Linked DNA regions of Pan troglodytes: region 1 is linked to region 2. The links are chromatin contacts, called in public HiChIP or PLAC-seq maps. All regions are on one chromosome and are shown on one strand. Each heading gives the region's core, a stretch centred on a gene start, on an enhancer-like site or on the middle of the called end of the contact. The rest is flanking DNA. Distances are from core to core; before and after follow the strand shown. Region 1 holds the start of LRRC4 (leucine rich repeat containing 4). Region 2 holds the start of ARF5 (ADP ribosylation factor 5).

Region 1 (3,785 bases), core at 1,125-3,624, 440 kb before region 2:
TTGAAGGGAAGGGATATTAAACCATGCTATATTCTACCGGACCGGCTTCCCAGGGCTCAGCTAGATTGCCTCACCCACAGTCGGCAGAGGAAGGGGTAGTCTTTTTTCAGGGGGGTGGGAAAAAGCTGACCTAGTCCTGTTCTCCTACACTAGTCTGTCAAATGCCTTAGGGTCTCCTACCAGAAATAGGAGCAAGAATTCCACCCCCACTCCCAATCGCTACCCCTGGCTGCTACGCAGTTCTTCTCAGAGTCCTAGCCAAGGAAGGGCTGGCGAGCTCACAGGGCAGGGGGCTCAGCCGCCCGCCTCCCTTCCCCCAGTTCTCTGGGGGCAGCGGGGAGCAAGGGGCGACTCCGGCCAGCGAAGACTGAGAAGCCGCGGCTGCAGCTCCATGAATGAACGGGCTGTGTCGTGGGCTCCGGGAGTTCACCTCAATCCTTCCTGCCGGCCTCTGTGCTGTCCCAGGTTGCCATTCCCCAGCTCATCACACTTGGTCATTCCTGCCACTGTTTCCCGCCCCCGCAACCCTCATTAAGGAAACCCTCATTTAAAGCCCCAGTGAGAGCACAGGAGGGGTGAGGCAAAGCGAATGAGGGGCTGGCGGCAGTGCAGCAGCGAAGCCCGGGCTCTGGGTCCTGGGAGCCTCGTGGCCCCCGCCGCCGTCCCCCGAGTCCCCACCACGCAGTTCCGAACTCCGAACGCGAGTCTGCGCCCCGTCAGCAGTCAGCGGGGGTGAGGATGACGCGGGCCGGGCGAGAGGCAGGCCAAATGCAGCAGCCCCGCCGCGGGCCGCCGGGCCCCTGAGCCCCGCTCTTCAGAGCCAGGGGGCCCCGGGTGCGGGCCGGAGGGCGGGGGCCGGCGCCGGCTCTCCCGCCGCAGCCCCGCGCCGCTCCAGCCTATCAGCGGCCACCCAACTGCTCCCTCCGACCGGCCCAAAATAGCTGCGAACGCCTGCGACTTGCGCGCGGCCCCTCACTTGACGCTCACTCCGGCTCGCTCGCCCGCTCGCCCTGGCCCCGCTCCGCTCGTCTAGAGGGGGCGGGGAGGAAGCGGCCCGGGGAGGGGGGAGGGGGGAGGGGGAGAGAGGAAGAGAGGAGGAAGGAAGGAGGAAGGAGGAAGACCGGCGGCCGGAGGCGCGGGGCTGCGCGGCGCCGGCCGGCGCGGCGCTGGAAGGCGCCGGCGTTAACCCCGCGAGGCAGGCGACGGAGGGGGAGCGGCGCTAATACATAAGAGCACTGCATCACGCTAATCTTCTCCCAGAACAGTATGCGTCAGCAGTACATTCACGTTCTGACTGAAGGACAAAAGGATGAGAGAGCAGTCTGCGTGGCTGCCGCCTGCAACACCGCGAGCCCGGCGCGAGGAGGAGACGGTGGGCGCCGCGCGCAGGGGCCCCGCTGCTGCTGCTGCCGCCGCCGCCGCCGCTAGCCAGCGGGGACTATGTTCCTGGGCTCCGGAGCGTTTCCCGCAGCCGCGACCCCCGCTGCTCACGCCGCTGCAGCAGTCCGCTGGCGGCGCGGCCACTGAGGGCGCCGGGAGCCGAAGCCGCGAACTCGCTCCCTCCGCACAAAGCCGGAGCCGGCGGCGCGCCGGGGGCCGGGCAGCGGCGGGCGGTTGCGCGCCGCCGGGGGCTGCGGCCGCCGCCGCCGCCGGACCCGCGCCCGCCCCCGGACTCTCTGAAGGGGCCTGCGGTGCGGGCGCGACCGCGGGCGCCGCGCGCTCCTCCGGCCGGCAGACCGGGTCCGAGCGCAGCCGCCACGCCGCTGGTCCTCGGGGGCCGGACGGATCGCCGCCCCGCGCGCCGGCAGCCGGCGGACTGGAGAACTGACCCCCCGTTTTTGTCTCTTCCACCCTCCGAGAAGAGGCGAGGAGAAAGGGGGTGTGTGTCTGGGGAGGGCGAAGGCGCCGCGAACACCTCCTCTTAACTCTCGCCGCTCCGCGAGCTCACGACCGCAATCAGCTGCCGCCGGCCCGGAGCGGCCGACGCCGGGAGAGGGAGCGCAGCATCCAGCGAGTGCGGCCTGGGCGGCTTCGGGGCGCCCCCGCACTCCCTCCGGCGGCGGCCCGCAGAGCGGGCCGGGGCCGCCGGAGCGCACTTTGGCGATGAAGCGCCTTCCCCCGCGGCTGGAGCGAGCCGGTGCCAGGGTCCAAGGACAAAGCCGGGAAGCGCTGGTGGCGCCGCTCCTCGGGCGGAGGAGGGGGCATGCACCTGCATAGCCCGCCGGGCCTTGGCTCTCCCAGGCGCGCCTCAACTCCGCGGCTTCGCCGGCTCCGGCTCCGGATTTACTAGAGGCCATTTTGTCTCCCCCACCCCTTCCCTCCCCTCCCCTCTGCCCTCCCCGCCCCCACCACTTCCCCCTTTTGTTAATTAAAACTAAGAAGTCGGAATGGGAACGAGGTGCCCAGCTCCCGTGGAGAAAGCTTAAGGACACCACGCCAGTGCTTTCCTGCCTTCCTTCCGAGGTAGGTGACGGCGAACTGGGTGGGGACGGTTGCAGTGTGGGAGAGTCGTAGCTTTCGGAGGGCTTGCCTTGAGGGTGGGTTGGGAGACCAGGGGCCGCTCGAGTTTGGCAGGATTTTTTTCGGCCGATCCGCTCCGTCTCTCTAATCGCCCCCTCCCCACCTCCTTCTCCAGATGGAAAGAGGAGCTCCTAGCTCACTTAAGCCGGGGTAGGGCTGGTTCTCCTTTCCGAGCCAAAATCCCAGGCGATGGTGAATTATGAACGTGCCACACCATGAAGCTCTTGTGGCAGGTAACTGTGCACCACCACACCTGGAATGCCATCCTGCTCCCGTTCGTCTACCTCACGGCGCAAGTGTGGATTCTGTGTGCAGCCATCGCTGCTGCCGCCTCAGCCGGGCCCCAGAACTGCCCCTCCGTCTGCTCGTGCAGTAACCAGTTCAGCAAGGTGGTGTGCACGCGCCGGGGCCTCTCCGAGGTCCCGCAGGGTATTCCCTCGAACACCCGGTACCTCAACCTCATGGAGAACAACATCCAGATGATCCAGGCCGACACCTTCCGCCACCTCCACCACCTGGAGGTCCTGCAGTTGGGCAGGAACTCCATCCGGCAGATTGAGGTGGGGGCCTTCAACGGCCTGGCCAGCCTCAACACCCTGGAGCTGTTCGACAACTGGCTGACAGTCATCCCTAGCGGGGCCTTTGAATACCTGTCCAAGCTGCGGGAGCTCTGGCTTCGCAACAACCCCATCGAAAGCATCCCCTCTTACGCCTTCAACCGGGTGCCCTCCCTCATGCGCCTGGACTTGGGGGAGCTCAAGAAGCTGGAGTATATCTCTGAGGGAGCTTTCGAGGGGCTGTTCAACCTCAAGTATCTGAACTTGGGCATGTGCAACATTAAAGACATGCCCAATCTCACCCCCCTCGTGGGGCTGGAGGAGCTGGAGATGTCAGGGAACCATTTCCCTGAGATCAGGCCTGGCTCCTTCCATGGCCTGAGCTCCCTCAAGAAGCTCTGGGTCATGAACTCACAGGTCAGCCTGATTGAGCGGAATGCTTTTGACGGGCTGGCTTCACTTGTGGAACTCAACTTGGCCCACAATAACCTCTCTTCTTTGCCCCATGACCTCTTTACCCCGCTGAGGTACCTGGTGGAGTTGCATCTACACCACAACCCTTGGAACTGTGATTGTGACATTCTGTGGCTAGCCTGGTGGCTTCGAGAGTATATACCCACCAATTCCACCTGCTGTGGCCGCTGTCATGCTCCCATGCACATGCGAGGCCGCTACCTCGTGGAGGTGGACCAGGCCTCCTTCCAGTGC
Region 2 (3,893 bases), core at 1,350-3,849:
GAAGAGAAGGTGGGACCCAGGCTGCGTCTCCTCTACTGTGTTGGGGAATTCCCTTTCTACCTCCTAGCATCTTGATTGGAAAAAAAAAGTATTGTGCAGTCTGCCGTTGAAGACAAGACATAGTTGTAAATGAGCTTGAGGTGACCTGAGCCCATAAGTCCAGAAAAGAAAGACCTTTTCCTAATTTGAGTACTTGCCTAGGCAAAATGACAACATTTCCAAATGGAAAAGGCAGGAATGTAAAATGTTTCTCTTTACCACATATAAGTCCCATCTCTCCCACAACTTCTCAGACTCAGATGTAAAGACATGAGAATGCGGCCGGGCGCGGTGGCTCACTCCTGTAATCCCAGCACTTTGGGAGACCAAGACGAGTGGATCACCTGAGGTCGGGGGTTCAAGACCAGCCTGGCCAACATGGTGAAACCCCGTCTCTACTAAAAATACAAAAATTAACTGGGCATGGCAGCGGGTGCCTGTAATCCCAGCTACTTGGGAGGCTGAGGCAGGAGAATTGCTTGAACCCGGGAGGCGGAGGTTGCAGTGAGCCGAGATTGCACCATTGCACTCCAGCCTGGGCAACAACAGCAAAACTCCCAACTCAAAAAAAAAAAAAGACAAGAGAATGAACAGAAAAAGTGAAAAAGTCACTCCCATCCAAAACAGGGTGAGATACACAATGTGTCTGTCCACAAAGAAAAACTTATATTCCTGGTCTTCAATGCCTGTGGGGGGCTCCCTGACTTCTATACCACTACAGAGATCACTCTGTCCCCAAGCTGAGGGCTCAGTTCCCAGGGCTCTGGGTACTCACCATCTTCTGGAGTTCATCAGCAGATTCTTGGACCCGCTCCCGGTCATTACTGTCCACCACAAAGATGAGGCCCTGGGCAGGAAGGAAGGAAGAAAGGAGAAGCAATCACTTCTGCCTGGGGCATACCGTAGTGTGGCCCTTTCTGTTTTCTTCCCATTTGTAATTGTGTCAATCCTTCTCATCTAGTAAACTCTACAGAAGTTTACAGAACTCTATAGAAGCTCTACAGGAGTCATGGCACAAACTAGAGACCCCACTGCAAAGAGGAAGTAGTTTATCCAAAGATGTGCAAGGAAATAAAGACATGTTATGAGGGCTAAATCAGGCAGCCTGGTCCCAGAATCCTGCTTCTAAAGAGAAGTCCAAGCTGGGGAAGACTAAGGTGAGTTCTGAAGAGTGAGTAGGGGGTAGCCAAACAGAAGGGGTAGAAGTGGGGAAGGGTTTTTTCCTTGGCCTGGGGGCCCAGCCTAGGCCAACAATTCTGTTCTCCCAGCCCTAACACCTTTTCCCGTGGGGTTAGAAAGTCCCCTCCCAACACTCCACCTGAGTGTTCTGGAAGTAGTGCCGCCACAGAGGCCGAATCTTGTCCTGGCCTCCCACGTCCCAGACTGTGAAACAGATGTTCTTATATTCCACTGTTTCTACATTGAAGCCTGCAGATAATTGGAAAAAAAATATGAGAAAACTCCTGAAAGAAAGGAACTCACTAAAACTACTTAGATTTCAGCAGGGACACAAAACCAGAAGGCAATGATCAAGGCCCAGGGGAACAGAACCCCAGAACTGGCGGTCAACAGGGCGGGGCTAGGTCACATCCACCCTGCCTCCGGTATCCACGTAGAGATACCCTGACCCACTTCTCAAATAGCTGTATCTGGTGTCAGGGTCAGCTCCAGAAAAGTGGCAGAACTGGGAGCAGACCCCGCGAGGGCCCGCCGCGGCGCTCCCGCTCCCTGCTTCATCCCCGGGCTCACCTATGGTTGGGATGGTGGTGACAATCTCCCCCAACTTCAGTTTGTACAGGATTGTGGTCTTGCCAGCCGCATCCAAGCCAACTGCAACGGAAAGGGGCACAGGGATGGAGATGGGAGCGAGGGAGCCCCCTAGAGACCAGGGAAAGGGAGAGGCCACAACAGCTGATGGTGACTGGGGCGGAGAGCGGGAGCGCCTCCAGGTGCGCGTCGTTATCTACCTTTGAGGCCTGGAGGGCAGTCGGGTGGCGTGAGCCAACTCCAAAGAGGGCGCGGAGCGGGAGAGGACTGGGAGGCAAGGGGCACGGGAGGTAGGCCGCGCTCCTTTTAAAAGTCGTCTCCAAGGGCGGAATCCTCCCTTCTTACCAGCCGGGCTGGGGCGGAGGGAGCTTCACCCCACCCAGGCCCGCAGCTCCGGGTGTCAGGCCCCGGGGTCGGCGATGCAGACCGGGACCCGCCCGAGAGCAGAGGCCCCGGGGCGTTATGAGGTGGGTGACTCGGGGCCAGAGACCCAGGTGAGCGGGGCTGGAGGGACGCGGGGGCGGAAGGGCTGCGCCGGGGCCGGCGCCCCGGTCCGGGCCGCGCGCTCGATCTGCCTCACCCATGAGAATCCGCATCTGCTTCTTCCCGAAGATCCGCGAAAAGAGCGCGGACACGGTGAGGCCCATGGCGGGGCCCGGGGAGGGGCGCGGGCACCGACGCGGGGTGCGGGCTGGAACTGGCCGGCCGCGGGGGGATGGGGCGCAGCGGCAGCAGGAGGAGGCTCCGCCGCCGCCTCCGCGCGTCGCTGCCCTCCCGACGTCACCGCGGGCCCGCCCCCGTCCGGGCCCCGCCCCCGGCTCTCGGCCCCGCCTCCCCCGGCTCTGGCTCCTGGGGGAGCCGAAGCTCCGCGAGTTGCCGCTGCTGGCCTGGGTCCCGTGCGGCCCTTACTTGGGAACGGGTCTGGGTCTCTAACGCGCCTGCCAGGCCTGTGGCCGCCGACCGGCAGCCCGAGCGCGGCTGAGGAAAGGATTCATCGCTCCGCAGCGGCCCCTGCCCCCATTTTCAGTGGCCGGCCGCTGGGCTTTGGTTTGTTGCGTCCAGGCCCCTAGGGGCTCCGGTTTTAGCCCTTGGGAACCAGTAGCACTGAACGTGTGCACCACTCTCCTTTGGGGAGTGGAAGCTGCGATTAGGGGTCTTGGTCCTCCCTTTACTGCCTCATCTTCCACCGAGGGACTTGCGCGTAGTAGGTGGTCGTGTGAAGAGTGCGCGGGAGGTAGGGGAAGGTGCCCGAGTGCTAGCTAGCTTCCATGGTCCCTCAAAACGCCTACTTCCTAATTCCCAATCCGCAGAACCAGTGTAAGATTCACGGCCTTGGGCGGCGGGGTCACAGACCCACTCCTGGGCTGTTGGAGAAGTCCACCTTCGTTTGGATAGCCCTGCGGGCCCCGCCTCTCAGTCCAGGCGCTGGCCGCTTTGCTGAAGTTCCTCACTTTGCCACAGACTTATGGACCTGGCTTATTCTTGCACACCCATTCAGGATTTTGTGAAGATCTTGACTCCGTAGATCCAAAGAGCTTCACATGTCATTTCCCTGCCTCATTTTAACATCTGAGAGGAGAATAGCAAAATAGGAATGAAATTCTTCTGCGGTGGAGACTTGCTCATTGCCAGGCATTATTAGGCCTAACAAATGCTTGTTCAGTTGAACTGGACTGATGGATTCTCAATGGAGCAAGGGTAGGTGTTATGTCTACTCTGGATTCCCAGTAGGCTTCTAGGATCAATTGTTTATGGACTCGAGGTAAACTGAGCTGGGAATAAAAAAACCTTCACTCATTCATTTGCTTTTTCAGCAGATATTTACTGAGCACCCACCACTTGCCAGCACGTGATTTCAGGCTTTAGTTCAAATCTTAATTCTGCCATTTCTTGAGGATTTGGCTTCAGCACTCCTCATAACTCTTCCGTTATTTCGTCATCTATAAAAGGAGACTTGTTCTAACTTAAGGGGTTATGGTGAATATTAAAATGATTTGATAATGTGACTGAATGTTATGTATAATACAGCTTGATGTTATTTGGGCCACTGAGAAACGGGGTCTGAACAGACCTCCAGGGCCTGCCCC

What was found. HiChIP or PLAC-seq counts read pairs in DNA pulled down with a chosen protein or histone mark.
Region 1: an H3K4me3 HiChIP or PLAC-seq map of stem cell-derived excitatory neurons shows a contact between it and region 2, with 2.9 times the contacts expected there. The contact joins the promoter of LRRC4 here to the promoter of ARF5 in region 2. A contact is called at or near these places in 2 of 7 Hi-C or Micro-C datasets (induced pluripotent stem cells and stem cell-derived neural progenitor cells) and 1 of 1 datasets of contacts at active chromatin or transcription factors (stem cell-derived excitatory neurons).

Annotation. Positions count from the first base shown.
Region 1 is chr6:143,443,832-143,447,616 of NHGRI_mPanTro3-v2.0_pri, reverse strand. It overlaps LRRC4 (leucine rich repeat containing 4), which reads left to right and starts at 2,374. Exons shown (of 2, transcript XM_001151566.6): 1 at 2,374-2,463; 2 at 2,636-3,785. The coding sequence starts at 2,736. The region is part of intron 16 of SND1 (staphylococcal nuclease and tudor domain containing 1); the gene reads right to left.
Region 2 is chr6:143,005,205-143,009,097 of NHGRI_mPanTro3-v2.0_pri, reverse strand. It overlaps ARF5 (ADP ribosylation factor 5), which reads right to left and starts at 2,599. Exons shown (of 6, transcript XM_519351.8): 1 at 2,387-2,599; 2 at 1,789-1,869; 3 at 1,358-1,467; 4 at 815-886. The coding sequence starts at 2,453.